Regions from separate parts of the Sus scrofa genome. Here region 2 is linked to region 1. Evidence: chromatin contacts called from public Hi-C data. All regions are on one chromosome and are shown on one strand. Each heading gives the region's core, a stretch centred on a gene start, on an enhancer-like site or on the middle of the called end of the contact. The rest is flanking DNA. Distances are from core to core; before and after follow the strand shown. Region 1 has its middle 45 kb from the start of FOS. Region 2 overlaps BATF (basic leucine zipper ATF-like transcription factor).

Evidence for each region. Hi-C and Micro-C count contacts between places; a contact is called where the count stands out from the background.
Region 2: a contact with region 1 is called in a Hi-C map of mesenteric adipose tissue, with 3 times the contacts expected there. The contact joins two enhancer-like sites. A contact is called at or near these places in 10 of 47 Hi-C or Micro-C datasets (adipocytes, alveolar macrophages, embryonic fibroblasts and 7 more) and 2 of 2 datasets of contacts at active chromatin or transcription factors (alveolar macrophages and skeletal muscle).

The regions. Positions count from the first base shown.
Region 1 is chr7:98,492,780-98,497,220 of Sscrofa11.1, forward strand. No RefSeq gene overlaps it. Among named protein-coding and RNA genes, the nearest start is that of FOS, 45 kb to the left of the region's middle. Within about 2 kb of position 3,037, at least 34 of the 83 cell types and tissues checked have an H3K27ac peak or open chromatin away from gene starts, as enhancers often do. A contact at or near this core is called in alveolar macrophages, liver, mesenteric adipose tissue and 1 more, where this site is marked.
Region 2 is chr7:98,691,441-98,695,875 of Sscrofa11.1, forward strand. It overlaps BATF (basic leucine zipper ATF-like transcription factor), which reads left to right. Exons shown (of 3, transcript NM_001244571.1): 3 at 250-790. The coding sequence ends at 459. Among named protein-coding and RNA genes, the nearest start is that of BATF, 23 kb to the left of the region's middle. Within about 2 kb of position 2,716, at least 34 of the 83 cell types and tissues checked have an H3K27ac peak or open chromatin away from gene starts, as enhancers often do. A contact at or near this core is called in alveolar macrophages, liver, mesenteric adipose tissue and 1 more, where this site is marked.

The DNA of each region.
Region 1 (4,441 bases), core at 1,787-4,286:
CGGTCCACATGGAAGGAATAGCAGGTGCAAAGGCACGGAGATGTAAATGCAGCCTTGCCCGGCCACGGTGGGTTTGGTTTCTGGCGCATGTCACTGTGCTCATCTGAGAGAAGAGGGAGGAGCTGCACTGGAGACCTCGGGGAAACATCTGTCCATCCACAGCTCAGCAGTGCACCCTAAATAGGAGGGAGAGTGGCCTTACACAGTTGAAGCATTCAGGATAAGGTGGTATTTTCAAAAATTGTTTTTATTTATTTTTAAAATTTTGATTTTATTTATTTAATTTATTTTCTGGCTGTGCCTGAGGCATGCAGAAGTTCCCAGGCCAGGGACTGAAACTGTGCCACAGCAGTGACAATACTGGATCCTTAACCTCTAGGCCACGGGGGAACTCCTAAATTTTTTTTTTTTTTTTTGGTCTTTTTAGGGCCACACCCATAGCACATGGAGGGTCCCAGGCTAGAGGTTGAATTGGAGCTACAGCTGCCGGCCTACACCACAGCCACGGCAATGCTGGATTGGAGCCGTGTCTGTGACCTATATATACCACAGCTCGTGGCAACACAGGATCCTTAACCCACTGATCAAGGCCAGGGATCAAACCTGTGTCCTCATGGATACTAGTCAGATTAATTTCCACTGAGCCACGACGGGAACTCCAGAACTCCTAAAATTTTTTAAACTTTTTTTTTTTTTTATCATGGAAGTTTTCAAAATACAAAGAAGTAGAGAAAGTGGTACAGTGAACCCACATGTATTCATCGCCTCGTTTTAGTAATTATTAACATTCTGCCAATCTTTGTTTGTTCACTTATTTTCTCTCTCTTTTTTTAAAAATAGCTAATGGCTTTTATTTATTTATTTATTGGCTGCACCCACAGCATGTGGAAGTCCCTGGGTCAGGGATTGAATCCGAGCTGCAGCTGCACCCTGTGCTGCAGCTGTGGTAACACCAGATATTTTAACCCACTGCCAGGGTCTAACCCCACACCACAGTCAACCAAGCCGCTGCAGTCGGATTCTTAACCCACTGCATCATGGCAGGAATGTACATTTTTCAAAGATTTACATAAATTGGAGTTCCCATTGTGGCTCAGTGGTTAACGAATCCGAGTAGGAACCGTGAGGTTGCGGGTTCAATTCCTGGCTTTGCTCAGTGGGTTAAGGATCTGGCGTTGCCGTGAGCTGTGGTGTAGGTTGCAGACACGGCTCGGATCCTGCGTTGCTGTGGCTCCGGTGTAGGCTGGTGGCTATAGCTCCGATTGGACCCTTAGCCTGGGAACCTCCATGTGCCGTGGGAGCGGCCCTAGAGAAGGCAAAAGAGACAAAAAAAAAAAAAAAAAAAAAAAGAAAAAAGAAAAAAGAAAAAGATTTACACAAATAGAAACCAAGATACTTCACCTGAATTCACAGAATATAGAGATACTAGAGATGATTTGAGAAGGACAGTCATGACTATGAGAAGAAATTGATAGTGCATTCTAGAGAACAAGAAAAAGACAGCATAATGAAAGGCATTCTAAAGGAAGTCAAAATGACTTATGAAAATTATACATACTTAACTGTATATTGCTTTCGCATATATAACAGATACTCTTTGCCTATAAGCTTTTTCGGGGGGAGAATTGCCTGAAATCATAGTCATATTTTAGAAAGCAGAAGGGCTCACCCATGCTGAGCAGGGTTCCTCTCAGCAGCTTCCTTCCCTTCCAGCAGCGGATTTGTCCGTCTAGCACAAGTACCCTGCAGGCACTGCTCTCAATTCCCACGCAGACTATGAAGAAGATGGGGACCACCCAGGAGGGTCCCTAATAGAGACGGTGTATGTCACCTTGCAAATGTCTTCTTTAGCTCACTTCATTATAAATATTACAACAATGTGGTTTGGTCAAACTCTCTTCATTTCTCTCTCTTTTAATTACCAGGGTATTATTTTACACTTTCTATGATGTAGAACCACAGGAGCCTACAATGGGCCCCCAGGCACCCATAGCCTAATTCCAGGAAACATCAGCCCAAGGCCATGCTCCCATCCTGTTACTTGCCTACCATCACATCATTTCAATACCTGGAAATACTTACAAGAATATGTCTCTCATAAGGACCTAAAAAATATAATGGCAATCTCATTATCACACCCAACAAAATGAATGCTACGTCATAAGGTGGCATTTAAAAAACTCTGGGGAAGTGTTTGGTACAGCCAGAAAATCCTTTGTCTGTGCAGCAAGTATTGGGCAGCAATTCTGGATGTTCAGAATTGGTGTAGATCTGATTCCTTCAACCAGACCACACTGGACAAACCAGGGTGGTGGGGGAAGGAGCAGAGTGAATTTGGGGAAGTGCAGGGTTGTGAGTGGGAGGCTAGTTCAGCGATCAGCAGCCATCCCCCCACCCCCGTGGGGCCAGGAGAAGATCTGAGGGGCCCAGGGAACCCCCTCAGCCCTACTTGTGTCCTTGGCTGGCAGGAAGCATCCATCCAAAGGAGAGAAATTGGGAGAAGGGATGGAGCAGGAAACAGAGAGAGAAGCGGGTGGGAGGAGAGAGGGGCTGATATTGAGAAAGAAAAAGAGGCAGGGGAGGGCAAAACGAAACTGCTGTGGTCCACCCACAGGGTGCCAGGGTGTGTCTGTGCCCCTCCAGGCTTCCAGGAGAGAGGTTCCCCTAAACCTGCCCCGTCTCTTGCTCGTCCCTTCAGTTACTCCGAGTTACACTGTCAGTGGAGGGAAGTTCTGGGCGGGTATGTGTGTACCTACAAGGAGAGAGGGTTTTGTGTCTTTGGCAGAGGAGGGGAAGGGCTCCACCTGCGCAGGCGCGGGCACCTCCATCAGGGCCTTGGCGGAGCCGAGGAGGTGCTGCCAGCAGGTGGGCGCCCGCCAAAGCAGGAGAAGGGAAGCCGCAGAAAGGAGCGGCTTGATCCTCCCGTGGGAGCGGGGCCACGAGGCGGCAGTCTCCGCAATCTCGGGTGGGCGCGGGGCTCGAGGGCCTGAGGGAGGTGCGGAAGGAAGCGCCCCAGCGCCCCCCAGCGGGTGGAGAGAGGCCTCCCCGGCTTTGACCACGAGCGCCCCTTCTAAGCCGGGCAGAATGTGAGATGGGTGACCCGAGACGTAAGGCGACCTGGGGTTTCGGTAAATCCTTGGAGATGGTCTCCGCAGCCCCCAGCGCGGGGACAGGGGGTGGCTCCGGGCGCGGCTGTGGCCGGCGAGGTCTTAACTTCCTCCCAGCAGGAAACATTGCGGGTGATGTCACCGCTAGAGAGGCGACTTGGAAGTCAGAGTGTGCCTTCCTCGAGGGCTTTGGGGAAAGGGGCTATAGGGGTTGTGCCAGCCGGGACCCTGGCTGCCTCAAGGGGTCCGGGACCCCTCCTGCCTCCAGTTTCTGATGAAGCCCTGGGCCTGTGCCTCCTGGAGCTTTCTAGATCCATCTCAGTGAGGTCTTCCAAACCCGGTGGAAGTGCCCCAGGAGCCCGGGGACCACATTCCTTTCCCACGAGTCCAACAGCTGGCGCCACCCTGAGCACACCTTTGCAGAGAGCGTCCTCTGGATGGATTTCCAAAGGCTCCTGGTCCCTCACCAGGACCCTCACCCAGGGAAATCTCTTTCTGCCGTTTTTCACTAGACAAGGTGCAGGCTGGAGGTGAGCTGCATTGATTAGAACCTGCACAATGGGCTGGTGGCCACATGAGGCCTAGGGAATGAGGACATTAGCAGTGTGGCTTCCCAGACAGTGATACCAGTGAACACACAGCAAAAGGAGGTTGATGGAATCAGGTCTGGGGACTTGCCTTTTTTTTTTTCCTTTTCAGGGCTGCACCCACAACATATGAAGGTTCCCAGGCTTGGGCTCCAATAGGAGATGTAGCCGCCAGCCTACGGCACAGCCACCAGGGATCTGAGCCGCATCTGCAACCTACACCACAGCTCATGGCAACACTGGATTGTTAACCCACTGAGTGAGGCCGGGGATTGAACCCACAACCTCATGGATGCTAGTCGGGCTCGTTAACTGCTGAGCCACAATGGGAACTCCCGGGGACTTGTCTTTATTACAGATAGTAATTAACACACTGAGTTCTTATTATGTGCTGGGGACTATTCTACTAAGCATTGTTCTCATGCATCCTGTGCATGTTCTAAACGTGCGTTATTTGATTTCATAACATTATTCCTGATTTTACAGATAAAGAATCTGAGCCACGAAGAGATGACATCACTTGGCCAAGGTCACACAGCTTCTGGAGCCAGAGCTCTATTTTGCCTTTGTGAAGAAGAGGGAACATGCAATACACTTTTCTGAAGGAAAAACAAGCTGATGTCAGGGATTCTTTCAGGAAAGCGAATTTCAGGGCCGTGGCTGAGATCACCATCCATTCAACAAATGTCCCAAACGCTGAATGCACTTCTGTGTCAAAGCACTTGGCATAACTGCTGTTCACCATGA
Region 2 (4,435 bases), core at 1,466-3,965, 200 kb after region 1:
ATGGAATTGCCATCCTTATACGTCAGAGAAAAAAAAAATCAGCAATGTCATAGAGCTGATAGCAACGCACATACATACACAAATATACGTGTGCTTATACAGAGGCCATCTGCACATACGACACAAACAGATACGCACACTCGCATGTGCAGAAAAAATCTGATGCGGACTGCTCCCCCCCCCACCCCGCCTCCGCTGCACCCTGTCGCGTGACATTAACTTGCAATGCCGATCGTTCGCCCCTCGCAGGAGAGTGAAGACCTGGAGAAACAGAACGCGGCGCTGCGGAAGGAGATCAAGCAGCTCACAGAGGAGATGAAGTACTTCACATCGGTGCTGAGCAGCCACGAGCCCCTGTGTTCCGTGCTGGCCGCCGGCGCGCCCTCGCCCCCCGAGGTGGTGTACAGCGCCCATGCCTTCCACCAGCCGCACGTCAGCTCCCCGCGCTTCCAACCCTGAGCTCCCCGAGAGGCAGGGCTGGCAGAGCCCCCACCCCAGCTGCTCCCAGGCCTCAGGAGGGGCACACAGACTGTGGCCCGGCGGCGGCCCTTGTCCCTCAGCGTCCTCTCCCCGCCTGGAGACCCGAAGCCCGACGCCTTGGACCAGGATTGAACACAGGACGTGGCACCTGGAAGCATGTGTGGCCGCAGGGCAGTGTGTTGCCTGCTGGGAGGCCTGGGCTGGACCTTGGTGGGGTGGGAGGCCCCGTCCAGGGGGAAAGGAGGGCGGGGTTATTTTTCTCTATAAAAGTCTGAAAAGAAGCCATTCTGGCAAGGGCTTGAAACCTTCATTCTGTGGAGCTGGGGTTGTTGTGTTGTTGCTGTTGTTTGTTCTGTTTGTTTTCTTGGCCTCAGGAGCCTTTAACGCTTGGGAGGCTTTACGGCCATTGCTTCTTTCCTGCGGTCTGTGAAGCTACTTGGCAAGCTGGGTTTTCACAAAGAATCGTCAATCCTCCTTCTAGGTAGCTTCTTGATTCTCCTCCCTAAATCATCTCACTGTGACCTTGAACTTTCCATTCCTCGCTGCCTCATGCTTTCTAGATGGTCAGCCTAGACCTTTCTAGGCTCATTCTCTAGACGGCAGAAGGACCAGGGCCAGGCTGGTGGGGTAGGATGGTCCTTGGATTGACACCCTCCTCTGCCGGGACTGCACTTGCTCCCACGGGTCCAGGCGGCCTGCACTGGGTGATGCTGTGTGCTGTTGGCTCTGCGCCAGGAATTCTAGCAACGCCAGGAACCCCCCCACATGTAAAGGGGTGCTTTCCTCAGGCTCTCCTGGGACAACATGGTTTGGGGACATGGGCACTCCCTGCCCAGCTGAAGACTCCACCTCCCCTGGGATGCTGTGGTAAAGCACGCACACCTCTGCCTGTGTCCATGAGGCTCTGCAGGCTGCTGTTTTGAGCATGGTTTGAGGGCAGCGGTGGCTCAAGTAACACAGGGTTGTCTTCAGGACTTCCCATCCACCAATTTTGGCAGAGCTGAAATCAGTGTGCTCCAGTCCCCCTGCTCTTCTGAGGTCCCCAGGCCATGCCCTCTGGCCTGAACCACATCACGTCACTGTCCAAGAGCCCCAGCAGGGCCTGCCCACATGCACAGCCCCTGCTGAGCCAAAAGCCACAGGGATTGCCATGGAAGGTGTCAGATGCAGCCCCTCTGGTCTCCCCGTCTCATCCCTTGGTCCTTCAGAGGGGCTGCTACCACCTGCTGCCCCCCTGTAAGTGGTCATCTTGGGAGGCTATGAGCACAGGGGAAAGAGAGAGGCAGGCTGGTCTCCAGCCTGCCTGCCCACAGCTCTGGCTGGCTTGAGTCAAGTTTCTGGCTCTGGGCCTCCCCTGGACTGTGCCAGTGCGAGGCTAGTGTCATTACTTAACTCTTCAGAGGCCTGGAAAGGCTGGCACATGGACACCTGACCCCCTTGTGGCCCACAGAGGGAAGGAGTCCAAGCCAAGGGCCTCTGAAGGCACACCACCACTGGGGGGGCCCCTCACCCCTTCCCTCACCCCTGAAGCTGATGCCCATGGATGCCCAGAATGTGAGAAGGCTCAGAGCTTGTTAGAGTCAGCCCAGAGGGCCTTCCCGGGGTATCAGCATTGCTTCCAATGAGTCCTGCATTTTAACCTTTGGTCTCCCAATACAACTTGGTACATGGGACTCCTCTTCCAGTGCACAGACCCAGCAAAGACTGGGGTGCATGGTGAGGGGCTAAGGCAAGGAGGGTCTCTCATCATTTCCCTTCAGGGTCTGACTTCTGGTAGCTCACACTCTGTTGTTCCTTCCCACCCCTGTGTTAACCGGCAAAGCCAAGCCAGTGGTCCCTCAGATGTGGCCTGCATTGACTGGAAGGTGTTTTTCTTTTGCAGTCTGGAAGCAACACTTCAGGCCCAGCTGTCTTTAGAGCTAGTTCAGCCCGGGCCAGGCCTCTCACGGGCCTCCTTCCAATCAGAGCTTTTTTCCTCCCCACCCCTGCTCTAGTGCTGTGATTTCCCCCCAGAAACCCCCGCCGAAGGCACATGACCAGTGCTGGGCATCGTCTGAATGACATTCAGAGCCAGAACCAGAAATGCGGGGCTCACGTGTGCTACTCCCGTCTCTCAGCAAGGACTTCTCTTCCCCTTTCATTCTTTACTTTCTAATGACCCCAGGCAGTTCCACTTCTCCTTTCTGATCAGTCTGACTAGGGTGAATGCCAAAGCTGACTTCATCTCCACACAGGAAATTGGAGGGGCAGCTATAAATAGATCTCAACTTCCAGAACCTTGACCGCAGATTTCCTACCACCCAGGTCTGTCCCCCCAGCCTCTTGCCGATGACAGGGCTAGCTCCCTCAGGCTGGTGGACCACTGACCCACACTCAAATGCCTCAAAGGCCCAGGCAGGTACTATTAATACATGAAACTCACTGGCTGTAGGACAGTTGGGAGTGGTGGGGAGTGTGGCAAGTGGAAGCGTGAGTGCTGCTTAAAGCAGCGAGCTGGCCCTGGGTTCTATTCCATGCAGCCATGGAATTCAGGCCCAGAACTACCATGTCTTCCATTCATCCGTTCATCAAAGCCCAAATCAGAATTTCTGCAATAATCCTCTGATTTTTAAAACACTCTGCAGACCAAACAAAATGGGTGTGTGGAGCAGGAGCAGGTTTGCCCTTAATATTTGCAGGGCCTGGGACAAGAGTACAAACGGAGGCCAATACTGCATGTCTAAATACTTACATATTATACATTAAGCTTATAAAATATGTAGATATGTTAAAATAGGTTCTTTTCTCCTGCCTTGGCAAATACATCCTCATAACAGCCTGGAGGGCGGGATTTGAATTTAGAGTTCTTAGAGGCTTCAGAACTTTGATCAATACAAGGCGGCATGGGGAGAAACAGCCCCCAGACTGCAGCCTGCGCTTCTCCAGTCCCTCCCCGGCTCCTCCTCAGCAGCCTTGGTAGACATACCAGCCTACCAGCCTGTCTGGCCATACTCCTCCCCCACAGCAGCCGTCCTCGGGCCGCACCCACAGGTCCAGGGGTGCGCATACTAGTGTTTGATCTACTCTGGCAAGGAGGTATTGGGGAAGAGGGCTACAGCTCCTGGAAGCCAGCTCAGGGACACTCTGGGATTCCAGGGCGCTGGTATATGGAGCATGGTCTAAAGAGGACAGAGGAGAGTTCCTGTTGGGGTTCAGTGGTAACGAACCCAACTAGTATCCATGAGGATGTGGGTTTGATCCCTGGCCTCACTCAGTGGGTTAAGGATCCTGTGTTGCCGTGAGCTGTGGTGTAGGTCGCAGACACGGCTTGGATCCCGCATTGCTGTGGCTGTGGCTGTGGCCGGTCGTTGCAGCTCCGATTCGACCCCTAGCCTGGGAACCTGCATTTGCTGAGGGTGTCCCCCAAAGACAAAAATAAATAAATAAATGAATAAAAGTGGACAGAGGGCTCTGGGTAGGCATGTCCCCTTGGTTCTCAGGACCCTGGTCCCCGTGTGAAGGGGTCTAGCAGGTAGAGGGGAGTCCCTGTAATGTGAGGAGTCCAGAGCGGGGACCTCTTTTGCCCGGGTCTGAGGGTGAACCTGCAGAGGTCTTCCAGTTCATAACTCTGATCTAAGTTAACGTGTCTCTGTGGAAAGCCTCCACACAGCAAGAAATGGGTGCAGGACAGGGTTATGGTTCTCTATCAGTTTGCGGTGAGGTTTCCTGGGCAATGTTGTTTCCCCATCTGCCATCCTCAATGTTTATCTCTCGCTCACAGTATTATTCCCTGAGTTAGTGTCAAAACAAATTACAGGAAAGGCAGCATTTTCATCTTCAGGTTGAGAAGTGTGGGTGGGGAAAGAAAGAGGGGGCAAAGTCAACTCAGAGTTCACAGGGTTGCCATCTGCTGGACCCAGACTTCCCAGCAGTGTTTATTCATACCTCCAGCCATGGTCCCAGCTGTGGCTGCGGC